2 separate regions of the Sus scrofa genome follow, and region 1 is linked to region 2. The links are chromatin contacts, called in public HiChIP or PLAC-seq maps. All regions are on one chromosome and are shown on one strand. Each heading gives the region's core, a stretch centred on a gene start, on an enhancer-like site or on the middle of the called end of the contact. The rest is flanking DNA. Distances are from core to core; before and after follow the strand shown. Region 1 overlaps SPTAN1 (spectrin alpha chain, non-erythrocytic 1). Region 2 has its middle 11 kb from the start of GOLGA2.

Evidence for each region. HiChIP or PLAC-seq counts read pairs in DNA pulled down with a chosen protein or histone mark.
Region 1: an H3K27ac HiChIP or PLAC-seq map of alveolar macrophages shows a contact between it and region 2. The contact joins two enhancer-like sites. A contact is called at or near these places in 1 of 5 promoter capture datasets (fetal skeletal muscle) and 1 of 2 datasets of contacts at active chromatin or transcription factors (alveolar macrophages).

What each region holds. Positions count from the first base shown.
Region 1 is chr1:268,965,955-268,968,654 of Sscrofa11.1, forward strand. SPTAN1 (spectrin alpha chain, non-erythrocytic 1) reads left to right here. Exons shown (of 59, transcript XM_013993907.2): 22 at 702-794; 23 at 1,089-1,223; 24 at 2,258-2,406. Among named protein-coding and RNA genes, the nearest start is that of SPTAN1, 31 kb to the left of the region's middle. Within about 2 kb of position 1,342, at least 4 of the 83 cell types and tissues checked have an H3K27ac peak or open chromatin away from gene starts, as enhancers often do. A contact at or near this core is called in alveolar macrophages, where this site is marked.
Region 2 is chr1:268,731,141-268,733,840 of Sscrofa11.1, forward strand. No RefSeq gene overlaps it. Among named protein-coding and RNA genes, the nearest start is that of GOLGA2, 11 kb to the left of the region's middle. Within about 2 kb of position 1,296, at least 17 of the 83 cell types and tissues checked have an H3K27ac peak or open chromatin away from gene starts, as enhancers often do. A contact at or near this core is called in alveolar macrophages, where this site is marked.

The sequences.
Region 1 (2,700 bases), core at 92-2,591, 230 kb after region 2:
GCGTTCCCTGGTGGAGGGCAGTGCATTTGGCCAGCTCCCGCCTGTCGGGACTGCTTAGTTCTTGAGATGGTGGTGGCTCCACTGATGAGTGCGATGTGTCTCTGTGTCCCGGTTTGTGTTTCAAGGGTTGCATAGTTAGGTAAGGGCCGGGTAAAAAAAAGATGACAGAGGAGTTCCCTGGTGGTCTAGTGATTAAAAGACCTGGCATTGTCACTGCTATGGTGCAGGTTCAGTCTTTGGCCCTGGAACTTTCACGTGTCTCAGGCGTGGCCAAAAGAAAGATAACGATAGAAATCATTTCCTCTGAATTAAGTGTTTATCCAAAAGAGAGGGGCGAGTTCCCATCGTGGCTCAGGGCTAACAAGCCCGAATAGTACCTATGAGGATGCAGGTTACACCCCTGGCCCCGCTCAGTGGGTTAAGGATCGGTGTTGCCGTGAGCTGTGGTGTAGATCGAAGACACGGCTTGAATCCCTTCTAGCTGTGGCTGTGGTGTAGGCTGGCAGCTGTAGCTCCAATTCGACCCCTAGCCTGGGAACGTCACATGCCACACCTGCAGCCCTAAAAAGCAAAAAGAAAAAGAGGGAGAGAGGGAAGTGAACAAATCACCGGGTAACTGAATAGATTTCAGAGGCAGAAGGCGTTGGGGGTGGCGGGGGCTGGGCTCGCTGCTCAGGGTCTCCATGGGGTTTCCGTCTCAGGCTCTGCTGAAGAAGCACGAGGCTCTCATGTCGGATCTCAGCGCCTATGGCAGCAGCATCCAGGCCCTGCGAGAGCAGGCTCAGTCTTGCCGGGTGAGTGTGCCCTTAGGTTCAGCAGCTGCGAATCCCAGGGAGGGGGCTGGAGTCCGAGGAAGCTAAAGGACCCAGTAGCTGGCAGCAAGTGTCGCAGTCGTAGGCGCTGTTCTTGTCACCTTAAAGATGCCAGACAGCTGAACTTCCAGAATTGGATTTTAGCGGTAGCTTCAGAGAACTCTCACCGCATGTTTGGTAAACTTGGGACAACTGCTGGAACGGGAGCCCGTCCCGGGCACAGATGACCAGTGGGGACATCCGTGAACCGTGTCTGCCCTTCCTTTGGATTTTTAGCAACAAGTGGCCCCCATGGATGACGAGACCGGGAAGGAGCTGGTGCTGGCGCTCTACGACTATCAGGAGAAGAGTCCTCGGGAGGTCACCATGAAGAAGGGGGACATCCTCACCCTGCTCAACAGCACCAACAAGGCAAGTGGAGAGGCGGCCGCCGGGGGCTGTCCGGCGGCTCCGCTGGCGGCAGTGCCCGGGAGGAGGCCGGCTGAGAGTCAGAAGTTACTACAGCTCTTAGTCAACTTCCCACTTCCTGTGGGTTTATCCTCTTTCACTTGTGCGTGTTTAAACGCCTGACAGCTAGTGTGGTGGCTCGGGGACTCACTCTCAAGGGTGGCTCTTGTCACCGTTGACCACCTCCTGGTGGAATGTCTTCTCCTGAGCCAAAGCCCTCCTCTCCCTAGCCTGCACCTGTTGGGTCTCTGGCTGGCCTTCACGGCCATGGCAGGCGACTGAAGACAGCTCTGCCGTCCCCCCAGCCTCCATCTTCTCAAAGTCAAACGCTGCCTGGTTCATCGGCCTCGCTTCCCTGGTCCTGGAGTGAGGCCAAGATGTGCCAGGTGTCACTTGATGGATCCTGAGAGATGCTGCCTCCCGGCTCGGTCGAGGCTGGAGAAGTGTCTTTGGCCAGTGTTGAGAACCTCCTGGCCCCCACCTCAGTTTGAGCCAGTCAGGAGCGTCCGAGGAAGTCTGATCGGGGTCTTTCTGTTGCCTCTCAGCCTGAACTAACCTTCTGGCCTGGCCCTGGTTTACTCGAGAGCAGCGTCATCCAGGGAAACGTTCCGAGGTGGCGGGGTTTTAGGATCTGTGTTGGGCCTGCAGTAGCTACTAGGCCTGGCTGATTACGAACCACTTCAGATGTGCTGAGTGCAGCGGAGTGTTTATCCGAGTTCACTCACTTCAACGTGGCTCGTGGCTGCAGCGTCAGCGTGGTGCTAGGGCGTCTGAGCCCAGAGAGGCCGGCCTTGCTGCTCGGCGTCAGGGCTGCTTCACTTCTCTGTACTTGACGGAAATTGCAGGTCTCGTGCGAGGGACTTTGGTGCTGTCACAGGATCCTCTGACGTGACTAGAGCTGTCTTTGGTGTATACGTGCGAGCATGCACGCACGTACACACAGGCCTCCTTGGATTCTCGGGAAGGAATTTGCTTTCGAGTCTCTCTGTGCCCCTCAGGACTGGTGGAAAGTGGAAGTGAACGATCGGCAGGGCTTCGTGCCGGCTGCGTACGTGAAGAAGCTGGACCCCGCCCAGTCAGCCTCCCGGGAGAACCTGCTGGAGGAGCAGGGCAGCATCGCGCTGCGGCAGGAGCAGATTGACAGCCAGTAAGGGCCACGCGGTCGGTCGTGAAGGTCCTGGTGCCACTCGGTCACACGTGGCCACGGGGTCCTGAGGCTCCAGAGCAAGTGTTCTGCTGGTGCCCCTTCCCTGCCCTGCGGGAGGACGTGTTCCCCCTGCCTCCCCCGTCGCTTCCAGCCCACACCTGTGTGGGAGCCTAAACTCCCTGCCCCGTACCTCTGTTTTCCTCTGTTTGTGTTTTCCCCTGAATTTGCGAGTTTCTTTTCCTAAACAGCATTTTCTAATCATCACCATCTCTCAATCTCCTCCAGCCAAGGAGG
Region 2 (2,700 bases), core at 46-2,545:
TTTTAGCTTGCTCAGAAGAGGACACATCTGGGGGAGGGGAGGAAGGCCAGGCCCGCATCCCATGGGCCCCCAACTCTGATGTCTGGAGGCGCTGTGATGAAAGCTCAGATGGGCAGGGAACCAGGTGAAAGGTTGACCATCACCACCCAAACCAGTCATAAGCCCAAGGCTGCCCCAGAGAAGGCTTGAGGGCTTGATTTGTGAAATCCTGTGTGTCCTCATGGAGCCCTCGTCTCCCTGGCCCCTCCCACCTGGAGTGTGCGTAAGTGGAGTAACCTCGTTTCCAAGCGAAGGCTGAGGATGGGGCGGTGGAGTGACTCGCTCAAGGTCACAGTTCCCACAAGCAGCTGACTCCAGGTGAGCTGTCCTGCCTTCCCAGCCATGGCTCGGTCTCTCTCAAGTCTCTCACCCAAGGTCATGCCTTAATAAAAAGGAGTCCAAACTTGAACCCAGAACTCTCTGAACCTTTAAACCCAAGGTCTTAGCCACAAATCTCTGCTGTGCTTCTTAGAAGTTGTACCTGCCCAAGGCCCTAGTTGTACCTAGAGGCCAGGCTAGTGGCCAGACACCAATAGCCTTGACCTTAAGTTTGGCCTTGGCCCCTCTCTCCTAGTCCCTCTGAGCAGGAGGCTTTGCTCCCTTCCCAGGTCTGAACAGGAGCAGGTCCTTCTCCTGGCCTGGAGCTCCCTCAACCCCTTGTGTTTGTCCCAGAATCCAGGAGATCAGCAGTCAACCCTGGGAGCACAGGCTCTGCGCCAGGCTCCAAGCGCAGTGCTCAGCATGACTGCAAGTGCTCCTGATGCAGCCCTGAGAGGTACATGGTAGCCCCGTTTCCCAGGTGAGGCAAATGAAGCTCAGGGAGGTTGAGTCACTTTCCCCAGGAAGCAAAGGAGCAGACTCAGAAGGGGAAGTTTTTACAATCAGATCTTTCATCATCAGAAAAAGATCTGTGACTCTAACCCCTCCCTCGGGATTCTGATTGGAACAGGCCTGTGTGTTTTTGGTTTTTTTGTTTGTTTGTTTGTTTGTTTTGTTTGTTTGTTTGGTTTTTTTGCCTTTTAGGGCCACACCCATGGCATATAGAAGTTCCCAGGGGCTAGCAGCTCTGATTTGACTCTTAGCCTGGGAACTTCTATATGCCATGGGTGTGGCCCTAAAAAGCAAAAAAAAAAAAAAAAAAAAAAAAAAACTAACATGGGATTTTATCTGACTTCTCCCCAGAGCCCTCTCACAGGCCCTGGCATTCATTAGCCCTACTCCTGGGCTGGAGCTGACCTGTGGCTCCACCCTCCGCCTTGGCACCAGCTACCTGCCCAGCTGGTTTACCAGGCAGGAGCGTAGCCTGTTTGGCCTTCTTGGGTCTCCTCTTGCTTCTGATTTATTGGGGGCTCAGGAAGTACCTGTAGGGGTTGGGGGTGGGGACCACAGAACAGTGCTGGGCAGGGAGTCACTTTGACTGCAGGCTGCTTTGCAGGCCACAAGGGGGCTAGGGGCCCCAGGACAGCCCACCACCCCACCCATCACACCCAGCCACCCACGTGATGGTTATTTCTCTTAGGCAACTTCCCCAGCCCCGGTAGCAGCCTGATCTGCATCTCATGTAGACAGGAACTTCTTTGGAGTGACTAATGTGGGGCCCACCTCCAGATAAGTCCCACCCCGCCTGATAAAGGGCTCAAAGGAGGCGGTTAGTCAGGGTCTGACTGGACACTGCAGAGAAAATCAGATGATGAGATGGTTGTGGGTATGGGTTTTTGTTTTTTTTAATTTTTTTTTTTTTTTTTTTTTTTTGTCTTTTTGCTATTTCTTGGGCCGCTCCCGCTGCATATGGAGGTTCCCAGGCTAGGGGTCCAATCGGAGCTGTAGCCACCGGCCTACACCAGAGCCACAGCAACGCGGGATCCGAGCCGCGTCTGCAACCTACACCACAGCTCACGGCAACGCCGGATCGTTAGCCCACTGAGCAAGGGCAGGGATTGAACCCGCAACCTCATGGTTCCTAGTCGGATTCGTTAACCACTGCGCCACGACGGGAACTCCTGTTTCTTTTAATTCTGTAGCCAAACAGCTGAAGCTCAGCCAGCCATGCCATGTGGAGACAGGTGCAGGAGGCTGGCCCTCCGCAGGCCTCGGTTTCTTCATCTGCAAAGTAGGGAAGCTACGAGTTCCCTGGTGGCTCAGGGGGTTGAGGATCCAGCATTGTCAATGCAGTGGTTTGGGCACGGCCAAAGGAAAAAAATAAACAAAGCAGGTAAAATCATCTCTGCTGAGACCCCTTCACAAAGGATCACAGATATAAAAGCTGGTTTCCTGGCTATAATGAAGTAGACAAACGCCAGCTCATTGATATGATGTTACACAGGTGTGTTTTAAGCATATTCCTGGGCCCCAGGGAATGCAAGGTCCTTATAGCTTAAAGTGGGGCTTTGATGAGCTAATGTTCTTGGTGCAGTTGGGTCTGGGGAGGGGTGCAGAGGGGAGGGCTGGATGGAGTAAGAAAGGGACATGGAGAGGAGTGGGCTGGGAAAGGCACGAAGAGAAAACTCTTACCTCGAAAGCTGGGGTTATCTGGGCATTGAAGTTCATTCATTCAATGAGTTGTTTTTGGTTTTGTTTGTTTGGTTTTTGTCTTTTTAAGGCCGAACCTGCAGCCTATGGAAGTTCCCAGGCTAGGGGTCAAATCAGAGCTGAAGCCACCAG